Regions from separate parts of the Mus musculus genome. Here all the other regions are linked to region 1. The links are chromatin contacts, called in public Hi-C maps. All regions are on one chromosome and are shown on one strand. The core of a region is the stretch at or near the end of the contact, and the rest is flanking DNA. Distances in the headings are between cores, read along the strand shown. Region 1 has its middle 18 kb from the start of Gm46743. Region 2 overlaps Ccdc148 (coiled-coil domain containing 148). Region 3 overlaps Ccdc148 (coiled-coil domain containing 148).

Region 1 (4,487 bases), core at 900-3,399:
TGCTGTGCTGTAGGCTAGAGAGTGGCTACTTGTACCCTGCAGGGCTGTGTCTCTTCTCCTCTGTTGCCACTTGCTGTAAAACGGAATAAGCACACAGATCCTGATTCCTAACTGCTGGTGCCCCATTCACAACAGATGCCAGGAAGGTTCCGTACCCAGCGCAGTGAAGACAAAGAAAACCTCACCTGGCTCTCAGCATGCTCGCCCATCAGACTGCGCATGCTCTGAAGCTGCAGCCCTGCAATACCATTGAAGAAAAGAAATCTCATCGGCAGGGACTATAACGTTTGTTCCCAGGCACACATGAAAAATACACGGAATAGCTTCACTGTGCTCGTTATTTGGACTTTATTTGGACAACTGGGTCCGATCCTCAGACAAAGAGTTAAGTATTTTTTCAGATGTGTTGGCAGCTTTAGGGCTCTGGTTCTGGCATTAGTTGAAAGGCTGTAGATTAGGTCAGAGAGGAGCATTTGACAGCAGCTTCTGTCAACTCAGGCTATTTCACCATAAGAGAGAGAGAGAGAGAGAGAGAGAGAGAGAGAGAGAGAGAGAGAGAGAGAAGAGAAGAGAAGGATGTAGTCTGTGATGAGGGACCAGGGCGTGAAGCCCAGGTCAGCTGCTCACCTCATTGACCAGGAACATACCAGCTTCCAGTTGTTCATCTGGGCTCTGGCTTTTCTTTTCCTCCTTTGCCTCTGTGGGCAGAAGAAATACAAACAAACCCTTTTTCTGATCTAGTTTCTTATCGAGTCTGCACCCCAGGAATGCCAACAGCTCATTACATTCTTTTAAGATCACAGATCTGTCCTTGGACCCTAAGTTCCTCACGTCCGAGTTGGCATGGGCCATCACCAAGGTTTCTTATGTTTTGTTATTATGTGAGCTGGCATTCGGGCAGGGGTTACTACAAAGTCTGGTTGTTGTTTCTAAACACCATGGTCTAAACATGCGCTCCTCTCAGGTCTTTTATTTCCTGTACAAGCAACCCTTCTCCCTAAGCTGCACCCACAGGCCCCACGAATTGATTTCCACCTTGAGGGTGTCTATAACTTTGGCATAAGTTTGTTTTAAATAGGTCTGACTCAGTTAATGGCCAGGGGCGCTGCCCATCACTTCTATGGGTTCCTAGGCCCCTCCTTGACCCCTAGGCTGCTCCAGGAAGTATTTTTCAGGCCAGGCGTCTCTCCTCGTGTGCTTTAGACTATTTTCAGTCCTGCATCAATGGGGAAACAGCTTCTTCCACCGTCCTGAATAGTCTCACCAAGCAACCCCACCCAACAGTCCTGGGCACTGCAGACTAATCAGGGCGGGCAGCTCACGTTTGGAGAACCTGCAGCCCTCCTCTATCTGCCTTTCTTGTACTTTCTTTCATCCTTTCCCAGTTCTCAGGAAGCAATAAAAACAAACACTTCCTCTGATGTAGTTTCATATCAAATCTTTCCCCACCCACAACAGCCTTCCCTTCCTGGGAGGAGTCCCAGGGCGTAGGTTTTCTCCTGCTCAGTACTCTCTGGGTTTGGAATGCCACCCAAGTGCTAAGTTCAGGGCGACTTTGATCTAACCTGCTAGGGTTTGTGAAAAGCTCGGATGTCTATTTTTACTCTCGTGACCTATATTTGGTTTTTAACGAATGGTGGCTTCCCACCATGACGACTTATTACGGGTTCTCTTTTTGTCACACACTCTTTCTGCCTTCTCCGTCCTGGCTGTTTTCGGGTTGGAACTTCCTGCAGATGACCACTAGAGGGCAGATGATTTCCAGTTTACAAGATACCTTCCACAGCCAGTTTTCTGGAGCTTTGCTGACTACCAGGGCCGGTTTTTTTTTTTTTTTTTTTTTTTTTGTTTATTTGTTTGTTTTCCTTCAGAAGCGAGAGCAAAACACTTGAAGTTCTTTGGGTGCAGCTAAGACGTTTTCTACAGCGTTCATCTATGAAGTCCTGGCTGTGAGCAGCAGACATTCTGGCCAGTAGAGAGAAAACCGTGGTTTCTCTGTGTTCCTACCCAGGGGAAGAAAGCTGTGCCAGAGTGGTGTTCTTTCTAGGTTTGCTAAAAAGCATATACGTGTACCCTGCGTGTATCTACTCGGGTCTCACAGTAAGATGGCAATGCTTCCTGAGGCCTCTCCCACTATACCCAGGCTTCCTGCCAACATAGTACGCTCACGTGGTCAACCTGGATGTGTGCCAAGGCAAAGTTGATGAGCCATGAGGGAGGTAGAGAGATGGAGTGGCATGGGAATATATCTTCGTTGAAGTTCCTTGGAGCACTGTGGGGACTCTGATCTCAGACATGGGGAAGCGTGGGTGCTATTTCCTAGTCAGAAGACACGGGTAGCTATGACGCTGAAGAATTAAGTAGACTAGAAACAAATGGATATAGGCCCATCAGCCCAAGGTCAAAATTAGGAGGCTGACTTTTAAGGTAGCAGGTCGAAAGGTCAACGGGAGGTCAAGGGTACATCTCAGCAGGGGGGTGTTGCCTACACTCTGGGAGGCTCTCAGTTCCATCCCCAACACTGGAAAGAAAGAAAAAATGAAGTCAGTAGGAAGTAGAAAAAGAAACTTCAAAGGAGAACCTTCTGCTATGGATAAAAAGTCTGAACTGAGATGCTAAAGATAGTAAATTGATAGATAGCGCGGCAGTTAAATGTGACTCAGCTCTGGCCTTCCTAATCCTGCGGCCTTGGATAGGAGGCAGGGTCTTCTCTGGGGTCCAGTTTTCTCGGCTCTAATGGTGCAGCTTCCAGGTCCGAGGCTATTGGAAAGATTTCACACGATGACACACATTAAAGGGGGCCGTTTCCCTTTCTTCATTTGCTCATTCAAAAGACATATTTCCTAATGCCTGTATTGGTTAGATATGTGTAACTTCAATATTGGTTAGATATGTGTACCTTCAAGAGACAGAAAACATGATGTAACCAAACAATATTGAAAAGGATATTGACTCTGAGAGAGATATTATCACTATGAGGTAACAACACCACCATGACACAGGTAGGATCGTGAATGTCACCTCTCTCCAGGAGTCGGGGGGGGGGGGGGGCGGTGCTAGGAATGAGTGGTGCGGTCTTGGTGAGGTCACCAGGGACTTAAGCGCTCTCCATACCTTGGCTCTCTCATCCTCATCAGGTTGACGTTTATTCCTACACCCCTGGTACTATGGCCACTTGGGCCACGTGCGTACTCCCAAGTTTCCAGCAACTCTAGACTTTTTATGTCCTAGAGTCGCGGCAGTAGATCTTCAACATGGCCAATATCAGTGCCTTGGAAAGTAAATATCCCTGGGGTAAGAAGTTTCCTGGAAAGCCTCAGGCACGGCTCTGACCTCAGAGGAGCGGGAGGCATAGAGTAGGTGCTATATATTCTAGGGATTTGATACAATTGATGATTCACTGTAAGACATCTGCCCTGTAATCTTTTGGAGTTCTTGATACCAGAGAGAAACCGGGGCTCAGTTAGGTTAACTAAATAAGGGATGGCTTTTGAGCAGGCAATATGAGTGTTTTCCAGGCACTGTAGTTGCTGTGGACACACGGTAGTATACAGGTCCGGAGTGCTGGAGAATGGGAGGTTCTAGACAGGCAAATGCGCATGAACCATATAGCAACATTACATCCTGCAGGCAGAGCTGAAACACAGTAGCTCCTAATCGGAGGTTAGGGCAGACTCACGGGAGAGGTGCTGTTTAGATGAGATCTGACAGATCACTGGGTAGAAACAGCACAGCAGTACAAAGCCTGGTATAACATTCCTGGGTAGCTAAAAGTGGACAATGGGCAACAAGCCTGGAACAGAGTGCTTTGCACGGTCAGTAGGCTCCAGCTATGATGGTTTCAGCAACTGCACTGGAGTCCTATTGGGCCAGCAGCAGGTCTGGTTTCTTTAAGATATGGCAAATAAAGTCAACATTGTAGCTTTTATGTCAACGTGACAGAAGCTGGAGTCATCTGAGAGGAGGGAGCCTCCTTTGAGAAAATGCCTCTATACGTTTAGGCTGTAGGCAAGCCTTTAGGGCATTTTGTTAATTAGTATTGATGTGGAAGGGTCCAGCTCGGTGGTGTTATTCCCTGGGCTGGTGGTCCTAGGTGTTATAAAAAAAAAAAAAAAAGCAGGCTGAGCAAGCCATCGGGAGCAAGCCAGTAAGCAGCATTCCTTCATGGCCCCTGCATCAGCTCCTGCCTCCAGGTTCCTGCCCTGACTTCCTTCAGGCGGTGAACTAAACTATGGAAAATAAACCCCTGCCTCAGCAAACTGATTTTGGTCGTGGCATTGAATCCCAGCCATAGTAACCATAACTAGAAGCGGTGACAGGTAAACAGCATCTCAAAATATGACAAAAATTTCAAATTCTACGAGTCAATGACTGTATTGAAGGCACCGTTTGCATAGCTTCACGTAGGCACTACTGTGACTGCTCATGGTCTGCCAAGGCTGGCCCTGTCATTAGTCTCCTTTTGCTCATGAAGACCCAAAAGTGCA
Region 2 (4,487 bases), core at 1,340-3,839, 460 kb after region 1:
CTGAAACAATGACACCATGTAAAATACTACAATTGACTTAAGAGAGGAAAATTTAAAATTACGTATGGGGACAGATTGATTCTTGTTAAAGCATTGCCGTTTAGAATTAAGATCCATTTCAGGAACCACCTGGACTGCTTCCATCCTACCTGAGCAAACAGAGGACTTAGAAAATTAGGTGATATCATTAGTTGGCAGTTAGGCACAGTCCCTGAACAGAGCTTGTGTCTTGTTCCTGGTTATGGTGAGGATGTTTGTTCCTAGTTGTTCAAAATCATTGATTATAATGAATTTTATCCATCTCACAATGACATAAATTACAGGCTCGTTTCAGAATGATAAGCAACTGCCTCCTGTTACCATTGTAGGTAGAACACGAGAAATACTGTGACCAGTATCACTTTGCTAGAGAGCAGAGAAGAATCCTGATAGACAATTGGAGCAGGAGCAGGAAAGACTTTATACAGAAAGCCATGCTGACTCTCCTCGAAGCCTGTGCAGCCCATGAAATGGGGAGCCTTCTGGCCAAGGACAGGAGACGGCAACAGGAACTATGTGCTGACCTGAAAGCCAAGGTAAGACGCCATATAGGTGCTGTGATCCAGGGTGGACATTAAGAGTCTACCTGTGCCAGGCCAGAGGGAAGCAGATTTCTGAGTTCAAGGCCAGCCTGGTCTACAGAGTGAGTTCCAGGATAGCCAGGGCTACAAAGAAACCCTGTCTCAAAAAACCAAAAACCAAAACAACAAACACAAAGAGTCTACTTCTGTTCAAATTCTATCTGAAGATCAGTTTCTCTGAAAAGCCCATCTTGATGAAAACTGTTGGTTTGAACCGTAGATGTTGTGATTCATTTAGGTGAAAAAAAAAAAAAAAAGGCCCATAATTGTATAAAGCTCAATCTAAGGTTACTGTAACAGGATGTTAGTATTGAAATTTTGATGGTGACATCTAAGACCTGCCATAAGTGCCACATGTGCACCAGGTCTGGCAAGATGGAACTGTCTGATGCTGAGCCAGACTCCATTCACAATGGAGGAGCTGAAAAGGCCAAGGAGGAAAGACTCACTTGGAGCACGCATGAACAAGCTTGGTGGTCATGTGTGGCCCTCAGCAAGGTGTGGGGTGTAGGTAGGGCTTTGCCCTTCCTCTGGCCCACTGAGGGGCTTCAGTATTCTTGAAGAGTTGAGCAGTATGGTTGAAAGGCTGGAGTGTGGGTATCTGGGGCACACAGGCAAACACAGAGGCGCTGTCCCCATGCTAGAACTGAAGGTGTGGGTTGCGGCTGTGCTCCAGTAACTGTAAATGACTTGTGCTAAGGTACAACGTGATATAGTCATCTTGGTTTCCTGCTAAGTCATTTAGGAGGATCACGAGGGCACAACAAATAAGACAGTTCATTCTCTTAGTAGGGGAAAAAAAAAGCCTGGCAGACATAGTATAGTGAGTAATATATCTAAAAACAAATGCTTGTTTGAAAACATGGAGGAAACATGTTTGATCGGCTTTTTTTTTTTTTTTTTTTTTTTTTTTTTTTAAAAGTAGGAAGATCTTTTCACACTGCTTAAGTTTGGAACGTAAAAAAGTACAAGTTGTCTCTAGACTGATCTACCCCAGATCTACCCCAGGCTGTTGAGCCTGTACTTGTTTCTCATCCTTGGTGGCTGATAGGGAACACAGTGGCAGGGGCGGGTGTCGGGGGGAGTGGGGGGGGGGGCGAGGACGGGGACTGGGCCGGGGTCGAGGATCGAGGAGGGGGAGCGGAGGGGCGGGGACAGGGGCGAGGACAGTCTGTGCACTCCTACACTTCCTCTGTTCACTTTGTGAGCATTGCCATTAGCCTCTGAACTGTGCAGGGTGCAGTATGTTGCACTGTGTGCTGCCAGGCACTTAAGTGAGCTGTAGAATGAAATTCACTTATTAGACCCTATGTAAGCACTGAGCTAAGAGACACGACATATAAAACAAATTTCTGTGGCTCAGAGGCTGGCTCACGGCCTTTTTAGTAACGACTGCCCTCCTCACCCTAGGCACCCTCCAGACACCACCACTGTGGGTGTCTTCTGTCTACCACAAACTGTATCTACATCAAATCATTGAGTACACAGCCTTTAGCCTTCTTAGGTTCATCATCTCTGCTTGAACCTTATTTCGTGTGGAAACAAATTTTTGATGTTGTATAGCATTTCATTTGATAACAACACAATTTATACGGTTTCCTGAATTTTGCTATTCGGAACATAATGGGATACGCCTTCCTGAATGGATGTGCTGATTCCTATTGGGTCCTTAGGAGCAGAGTGGGCGGATCAGAAGGTTTGAGTGGCGTAGCTTGAGTAAATAATGCTCAGATGGTTTCCCCAAGTGGCTATCCAGATTTTCAGCCCACATCCTTCACATCATGTTCTCAGTACCGCAGCCTCTCTAGCCTTAGCTCGGTGACTAAGGAGCGGGGACTAGTTGTGATTTTCACATGCATTTAAAATAATGGCGGGGAATCTTTATTCATTATCTAGCTAGTGAACCTTCTACTCAAGTCTTGCCCGATTCTCTCATGGGTTTCCTGACTTCCTCTTCCTCACTGTATGTTTTTTACATGTTCTCTCTACAAGTTCTCTTTTTATCTTCTCTCAACCCGTGGCTCGTCTCTTTTAGCGGTGTTCTTGCATAAGAAAAACATTTTTTTAAAAATTATTCTTCTCTGTTTCTACTTCCCCATTCCCCCAGCCTCCCTCACCCACTCCCACTCTCTCCACCTCTCCCCAAGATCCACCCATTCCTCCTCCCCCCAGAGAAGAGCAGGCCTCCCAGGAACATTGAACAAACGTGGCATAACAAGCTACAAAACAACAAACAAATAAACACAAACAAACAACCCCCAACCCCAAACAACAACAACAACAACAAAAACCCACAGGTGCCACCCATTGCATCAAGGCTGGACAAGGTAACTCAATGGGAGGAGAAGGGTCCCATAAGTAAGAGTCAGGACAGCCCCTCCCCACCAACTCCCCTAACACCGCTTCAAGGGTTTCTCAGCCATTTGTGATTCCTCTGTTGAGAATTCTGTTTAGGTCTCTACCCCATTTTAAAATTAAATCATTTAGTTTGTTGGTATCTAGTTTTTTGAGTTATTTATATATTTTGGATATTAGCCCTCTGTGAGATATAGGGTTGGTGAAAATTTTAGTCTTTTCCCAGTCCATAGGCTGCTCTTTTGTCCTATTGACTGTGTCCTTTGACTTAGAAAAGCTTTTCAGTTTCATGATGTCCCATTCATTAATTGCTTTTTTCTTTTCTTTTCTTTTCTTTCCTTTTTCTTTCTTTCTTTCTTTCTTTCTTTTTTTTTTTCTGGTTTTTCGAGACAGGGTTTCTCTGTGAAGTCATGGCTGTCCTAGAATTCACTCTGTAGAACAGGCTGGCCTCGAACTCAGAAATCCACCTGCCTCTGCCTCCCAAATGCTGAGATTAAAGGCGTGCGCCACCACTGCCTGGCCTCATTAAATGTTGATCTTAGTGCCTGTACTATTGGTGTTCTATTCAGGAAGTAGTCTCCTATGCCAATGTGTTTCAACATGCTCAGGCTCAGTGTATCTGGTTTTATGCTGAGATCTTTGATGCACTTGGATGTGAGTTTTGTGCAGGGTGATAGATATGGATCTATTTGCATTCTTCTACATGTAAATCCACTTAGACCTGCACCATTTCTTGAGGATGCTTCCATTTTTCCATTGTATATTTCTGGCTTCTTTATCAAAAATCAGGTGTCCTCAGATTTACATCTGGGTCTTTGATTCAATTCCATTGATCAATGTGTCTGTTTTTTGACAATACTCTGTGTTTTTTATTACTACAGCTTTGTAGTCCAGCTTGATCAGGGATGGTGCTAGCTCTGAAATTCCTTTTACTGTTCAGGAGTGTTTTTAGCTACCCTGGGTTTTTGTTTTTCCATATGAAATTGAATATTCTTCTTTCAAGGTCTGTAAAGAATTGTGTTGGAATTTTGATGGGGATTGTATTGAATCTGTAGATTGCTTTTGGTTAAATGGCCATTTTTACTGTTTATCCTACTGATCCATGAGCATGGGAGCTCTTTCTATCTTGTGATATCTTCTTCAAAGACTGTAAGTTTCTATCATACAGGTCTTTCATTTGCTTGGTTAGAGTTACCCCAGGATATTTTATATTATCTGTGGCTATTGTGAAGGGTGTTGTTTCCCTGATTTTTTTCTCAGCCTGTTTGTCATCTGTATCTAGAAGGGCTACTGTTTGTTTGTTTGTTTGTTTGTTTGTTTTGAGATAATCTTGTATCCAGCCACTTCATTGAAGGTCTATCAGTGGTAGCAGTTCCCTGATAGAATTTTTGGGGTCAAGTATGTATGCTATCATATCATCTGCAAATAGCAATACTTTGACTTCTTTCTTTCCAATTTATGTTCTTTTTATCCCCTTTAGTTGTTTTATTGGATGAGCAAAACTTTGACTGG
Region 3 (4,487 bases), core at 1,284-3,783, 300 kb after region 1:
GCAGATCTCATCAGATGGCTTATACTTCCAAGACTCTCTATCCCTCAAAAATTGATAGAACTGACTCATGTAACTATCTGAATTTGGAATGTCTTCTTTGAACTTCTAAATAATCGAGTAATTAATTGAACAGATATAAGGCTAGCCAGATTTTCTATTCTTCCAGAGTCCCTTTTTGTCATTTGTGTCATTTAGGCTTTTGAATATTCCATTCATGTTTCAAACTTCTTGACATGAGCTGATATTTGTATGGTTTATCTTGAGTCATTTTGTATTTTCAGTTGATATTTGTGATTATATTAATGTGAGTGTTTATAGCTAGCTCACAGTTGGTCTTGCTTATATACAGTTTTGTACTCTCTACCTTTATATATTTCATAGTCTTTAATGTATTTATCAATATTGTTGCAGTTAACACTATATCTTACCTTTTTTTAAAGCTCATATCACCTGTTGTTTGCTCTTTGCTTTTTTACTGCTCTTTTAAATTGAGCACTTTTTAAAAAAATTTTTTTAGCTCTAATTTAGGAGATTCATAATTATATTCTTGGTAGTTCCTCCATAATTTATAGTTCAATTCATCCCAGTCTATAATAATATTTATCATACCCATTTTAACCTAATTTTTACCTACATATGATGTATCAATATATAATTTTCTCTGTAGTATTCTTTCCTCTTGAATAACTTTTTAAAAACATTTTCTATGGTATAGGCCTTCTGTAACCATTCATTTCATCTTTTTAATGTTTTTATTATCTTAAATTAGATGTGTGTGTGTGTGCATATGAATATGTGCATGTGGATGCAGATGCTCAGGGAAACTGGAGGCTTCCTATGCTCGTAGAGGTGGAGTTACAGGTGTAGGCTTCCATTTTTCAAAACCTACTGTATTAAAAGTTCTTAAATGCTTCCACCCCCATTTCTAGCCCACTGTCCAAAGGTATGTGAGAAAAGATGGTAAATAGGACAAGGGAATGTGGATGGACCTGTTAGAAGTAGTTCTTTGGGGGTGATTCCAATCCCAATCCCTGTTGTCAAGATACCAGCAGTCCAGTTCAGTAGCTTCAGGATACCAACAGTCCAGGTCAAAGAGTGTCACCAAACAGGAATCAGTAGTTTCTGCATGATCCAGCAGAAACAGCTAGGCCTCCACCAAATCAGCGTGAGTCAGTGGGAGCAACCAGAACCAGCCAGAAAGCCAGGAGAAGTTCTCTGCTGTTCTTCTCACAACAAAGTGAAGCTCAGCAAAGACGTGTGACCAACAAAGCTTCGCACAGCTAACTATGCAAGTAGGTCATCCCTGCCTGTTGGGTCTTACTTACGTGTTCTGCAAACATTACATTTCTGAATCTCATGGGTCTTGCTTCAAGCAAAACATCACATGAGTCTGCATCCCATGACACAATCAGAAGTTTCCACTAAGACAGGTGGTTGTGAAGCTGCCTGACGAGGTACTGGGAAGAGAAGTCGGATCCTCTGCAAGAGCAGCACACTCTAAACCACTGAGCATCTCTCCAGCTCCCGTGGAACAATTCTTCTGGTGTGGTTTACATCTTTTAGCCTTCGCTGCTTTTTTTTTTTGTAGTATTTAATCTACCATTAATCTCATCTAATGAAATTTCCTCTTCACAAACTATCAGTTTTTTTTAATCTTTAATGATTTTTTTATCTTTCTTTCCTCATTATACGTATTTTTGAAACCTTAAGTGTTTTTTTAATTCATAAAAGATTTCCTGAATGTTATAGGTTTTGAATGTCTGGATTTTTATCCTCTCCCCCCCCACCCCCCACCCCATGTATGCCTATATAGCTTGTGTATGCCTGGTGCCTGCGGAGGTCAAAAGAAGGTGTTGGATCCCTCAGAACTGGATTTAGATGATTGTGAACTGTCTTGTAGGAACTGGGAAATGAATCCTGATCCTCTGGAAGACTAGTTAGCCTTCTTAACTGCTCAGCCATCTCTCCAGGCCTCTCTGTACTCTTTCTAATTAATTTTGGGCCTGGTTTTAATCAGAAGTTAAAACTTACAGATAAAATTGTGGTTTTCCTTTAAGATTTGATAGGATGACTGCCTGAGTTTTTATTTTGCTGAACTCTAGCTTTCTGGGTAGGGTATAGGCTTCTGGGATTTCTGCCAATTGGATGTAGTGAAAACATGACAGGTGAAAAAGTCACTGTGCAGACTAGTAAGAAATCAAATATTTCCCATCCCTGTGAAAACTCAAATAATTGCCGAGCTTCTCCACCACAAACAAGAGTATTTTTTTTTGTACACACAACTCCCAGTATTCAGAAAAGGTTTGTGAAAAACCATATATATATATATACATATACATATACATATACATATACATATACGTATACATATACGTATACATATATGTATATATATATATATATATGCAGTGAACATGATCAAAGAACATGCACATGTGGCTTCCATAATGAGAAGAAAAAAGGAAGCAGGGGACAGGGGAAGGGAAGTAGAAGACAGGACAGAAGGGAGAGGAAGGAGGAAGGAAGGAAAGAAGGAACAAAGGAGAAGGAACTTCCATACACCAAGTCCCAGAGCTGATTTTGGCCTCAACTGTCCCAACTGTTCATCACTGCCTCTCCAAGTCTGCTTGTCCTTGAAAACCACCTCTTTGTTGCAGGGTCTAGAGCATCTCACTGCAGAAACTCATGGCATCACAAGTCTCACCCAGCTTGTTTCTTTCTCTTCAATGATCAGACATGGTCTCTCAGGTTACCAGTGTGTGAAAGCATGGTGTGTGTGTGTGTGTGTGTGTGTGTGTGTGTGTGTGTATGTGTACACACCCACACATACTTGGAGCTTTATAGGTCTTTGCAATGGAAGGATTAGATTGACCCCTTGATGTTCTGTTGTGTCTAGAGTTAGAAATCTGGCTTAATTTCTTAATACTGTCATTACTGCCACCATCTGTCAGAAAACCATTCCAGCGGCTTACAGTTGTGCGTACACATGTGTGCAGAGACATTCCTACTTTCTTCTTTTTGAAAAGACTCTTCTCTTCCACTGGCTTCTAGAATATCATACCAATCTAATCTCTACTCTTTCTCTCTTGCCATTTTTTCCGTCCTCTTCAGCTCACCATCCTTTACCCAGGAATTATATCTTGGACTTTTGCAAGGCTTAGCTGCGAGTAACTTATAAGCACAATTTCTTTTTGTTTCATAGTCTCTCTTGAGAAACGCTACCTATATAATGTTAATATCATCAAGGGTCAGCAAACCTCTGTCCTCTCCTGCCACAGCTCATGTCTCTAAGGAGACTCAGAGCCAAGGTAATGAAATAACTGGGATCTCCTCTGCTTTTCTGACACCTGCTTCCAAATTTCAACCTCCTCTAGGGCTTTGTTTCAGTACAGTTATGAGTTAATGCCTGGTGCTTATATGGCTTGTGTCTTGGAACCCTGACTCAGGGAGGTGAGGAAATGAAGGAATGACAGATACACAGAACACTGGAATTGGGTGACCTGGGCTCTCTAATGGAGAAGCGAGGGCACCCCAGAAGTTCACCGTGCTTATTAAATACCAGTGAACAAGGAGGCAGTGTTATTGCTTACAGTCAAACAAGGAGGTGAGATTATTACATACAGATAAACAAGGAGGTAGAGTTATTACATACAGCTGAATAAGGAGACTGGTTTAGCGAATCTAAGTGGCAGCAGTCTCTGTAGGGAAACAGACTTCTGACTATGAATATCTGGAGCAGCAGTTCTCAGCCTGTGGGTTATGATCTTTGTGTGTGTGTGTGTGTGTGTGTGAGTGTGTATGAACAACCCTTTCACAGAAGTCACCTAAGACCACCGAAAAACACAGATATTTACATTATGATTTATAACAGTAGCAAAATTACAGTTACAATATGGCAATGGATATAATTTTACAGTTGGGGATCACCACAACATGAGGGACTGTATTAAAGGGTCACAGCATTAGAGAGGTTGAGAACCACTGCTCTGGAGGAAGAAAGTGGTGGATATTTTCTGTATTTCCTGTCACCATTCCCATTGAACCCAAGGAAGGCTTGCCAATCCTGTGGGGCTGAGGCACTGGTCCTTGACATGGTGGTGGTGCTCCTGCCAACAACACAGATCCACTGAGGACGTCACTGGCCTCCTACATCCCCCCCACCTCCCGCTTTTTTTTTCTTAGCTGTTCAGGGTAGATCTTCATGCTTATACCGTGGGTAGTTTACTGCATTGCTGGACACTGGACCGTAGGTTGACAGGAGGGAAGATCCTAGCAGCTGTTGTGCCCAACTGAAACACAAGGCACGTTTAGCAAGTTTAATGGATCGATGGCTCAGGAAGGATGTATATGCAGGATTAGCAAGAGAAATGAATCTGAGCATAAGCCTTCTGCTCTTCTAGGATATGCAGAATTGGACGCACTCGTGTGATTGTTAGTGTAGGTCCAAAGACCTAGGGGGTGAGTCCCAACCAGGTTCTCTATTGTCT

What was found. Hi-C and Micro-C count contacts between places; a contact is called where the count stands out from the background.
Region 2: a contact with region 1 is called in a Hi-C map of bone marrow-derived macrophages, with 19 read pairs. The contact joins two enhancer-like sites. A contact is called at or near these places in 8 of 484 Hi-C or Micro-C datasets (the HL-1 cell line, bone marrow-derived macrophages, cerebral cortex and 4 more) and 1 of 115 datasets of contacts at active chromatin or transcription factors (cardiomyocytes).
Region 3: a Hi-C map of bone marrow-derived macrophages shows a contact between it and region 1, with 24 read pairs. The contact joins two enhancer-like sites. A contact is called at or near these places in 1 of 15 datasets of contacts at CTCF or cohesin (pro-B cells), 6 of 484 Hi-C or Micro-C datasets (bone marrow-derived macrophages, embryonic stem cells and myeloid progenitors), 2 of 115 datasets of contacts at active chromatin or transcription factors (bone marrow-derived macrophages and microglia) and 1 of 9 other capture datasets (embryonic stem cells).

The regions. Positions count from the first base shown.
Region 1 is chr2:59,435,838-59,440,324 of GRCm38.p6, reverse strand. No RefSeq gene overlaps it. Among named protein-coding and RNA genes, the nearest start is that of Gm46743, 18 kb to the right of the region's middle. Within about 2 kb of position 2,149, at least 148 of the 459 cell types and tissues checked have an H3K27ac peak or open chromatin away from gene starts, as enhancers often do. A contact at or near this core is called in bone marrow-derived macrophages, where this site is marked.
Region 2 is chr2:58,976,458-58,980,944 of GRCm38.p6, reverse strand. It overlaps Ccdc148 (coiled-coil domain containing 148), which reads left to right. Exons shown (of 15, transcript NM_001372501.1): 10 at 369-575. Among named protein-coding and RNA genes, the nearest start is that of Ccdc148, 180 kb to the left of the region's middle. Within about 2 kb of position 2,589, at least 6 of the 459 cell types and tissues checked have an H3K27ac peak or open chromatin away from gene starts, as enhancers often do. A contact at or near this core is called in bone marrow-derived macrophages, where this site is marked.
Region 3 is chr2:59,135,562-59,140,048 of GRCm38.p6, reverse strand. All of the region lies in intron 1 of Ccdc148 (coiled-coil domain containing 148), which reads left to right. Among named protein-coding and RNA genes, the nearest start is that of Ccdc148, 23 kb to the left of the region's middle. Within about 2 kb of position 2,533, at least 1 of the 459 cell types and tissues checked has an H3K27ac peak or open chromatin away from gene starts, as enhancers often do. A contact at or near this core is called in bone marrow-derived macrophages, where this site is marked.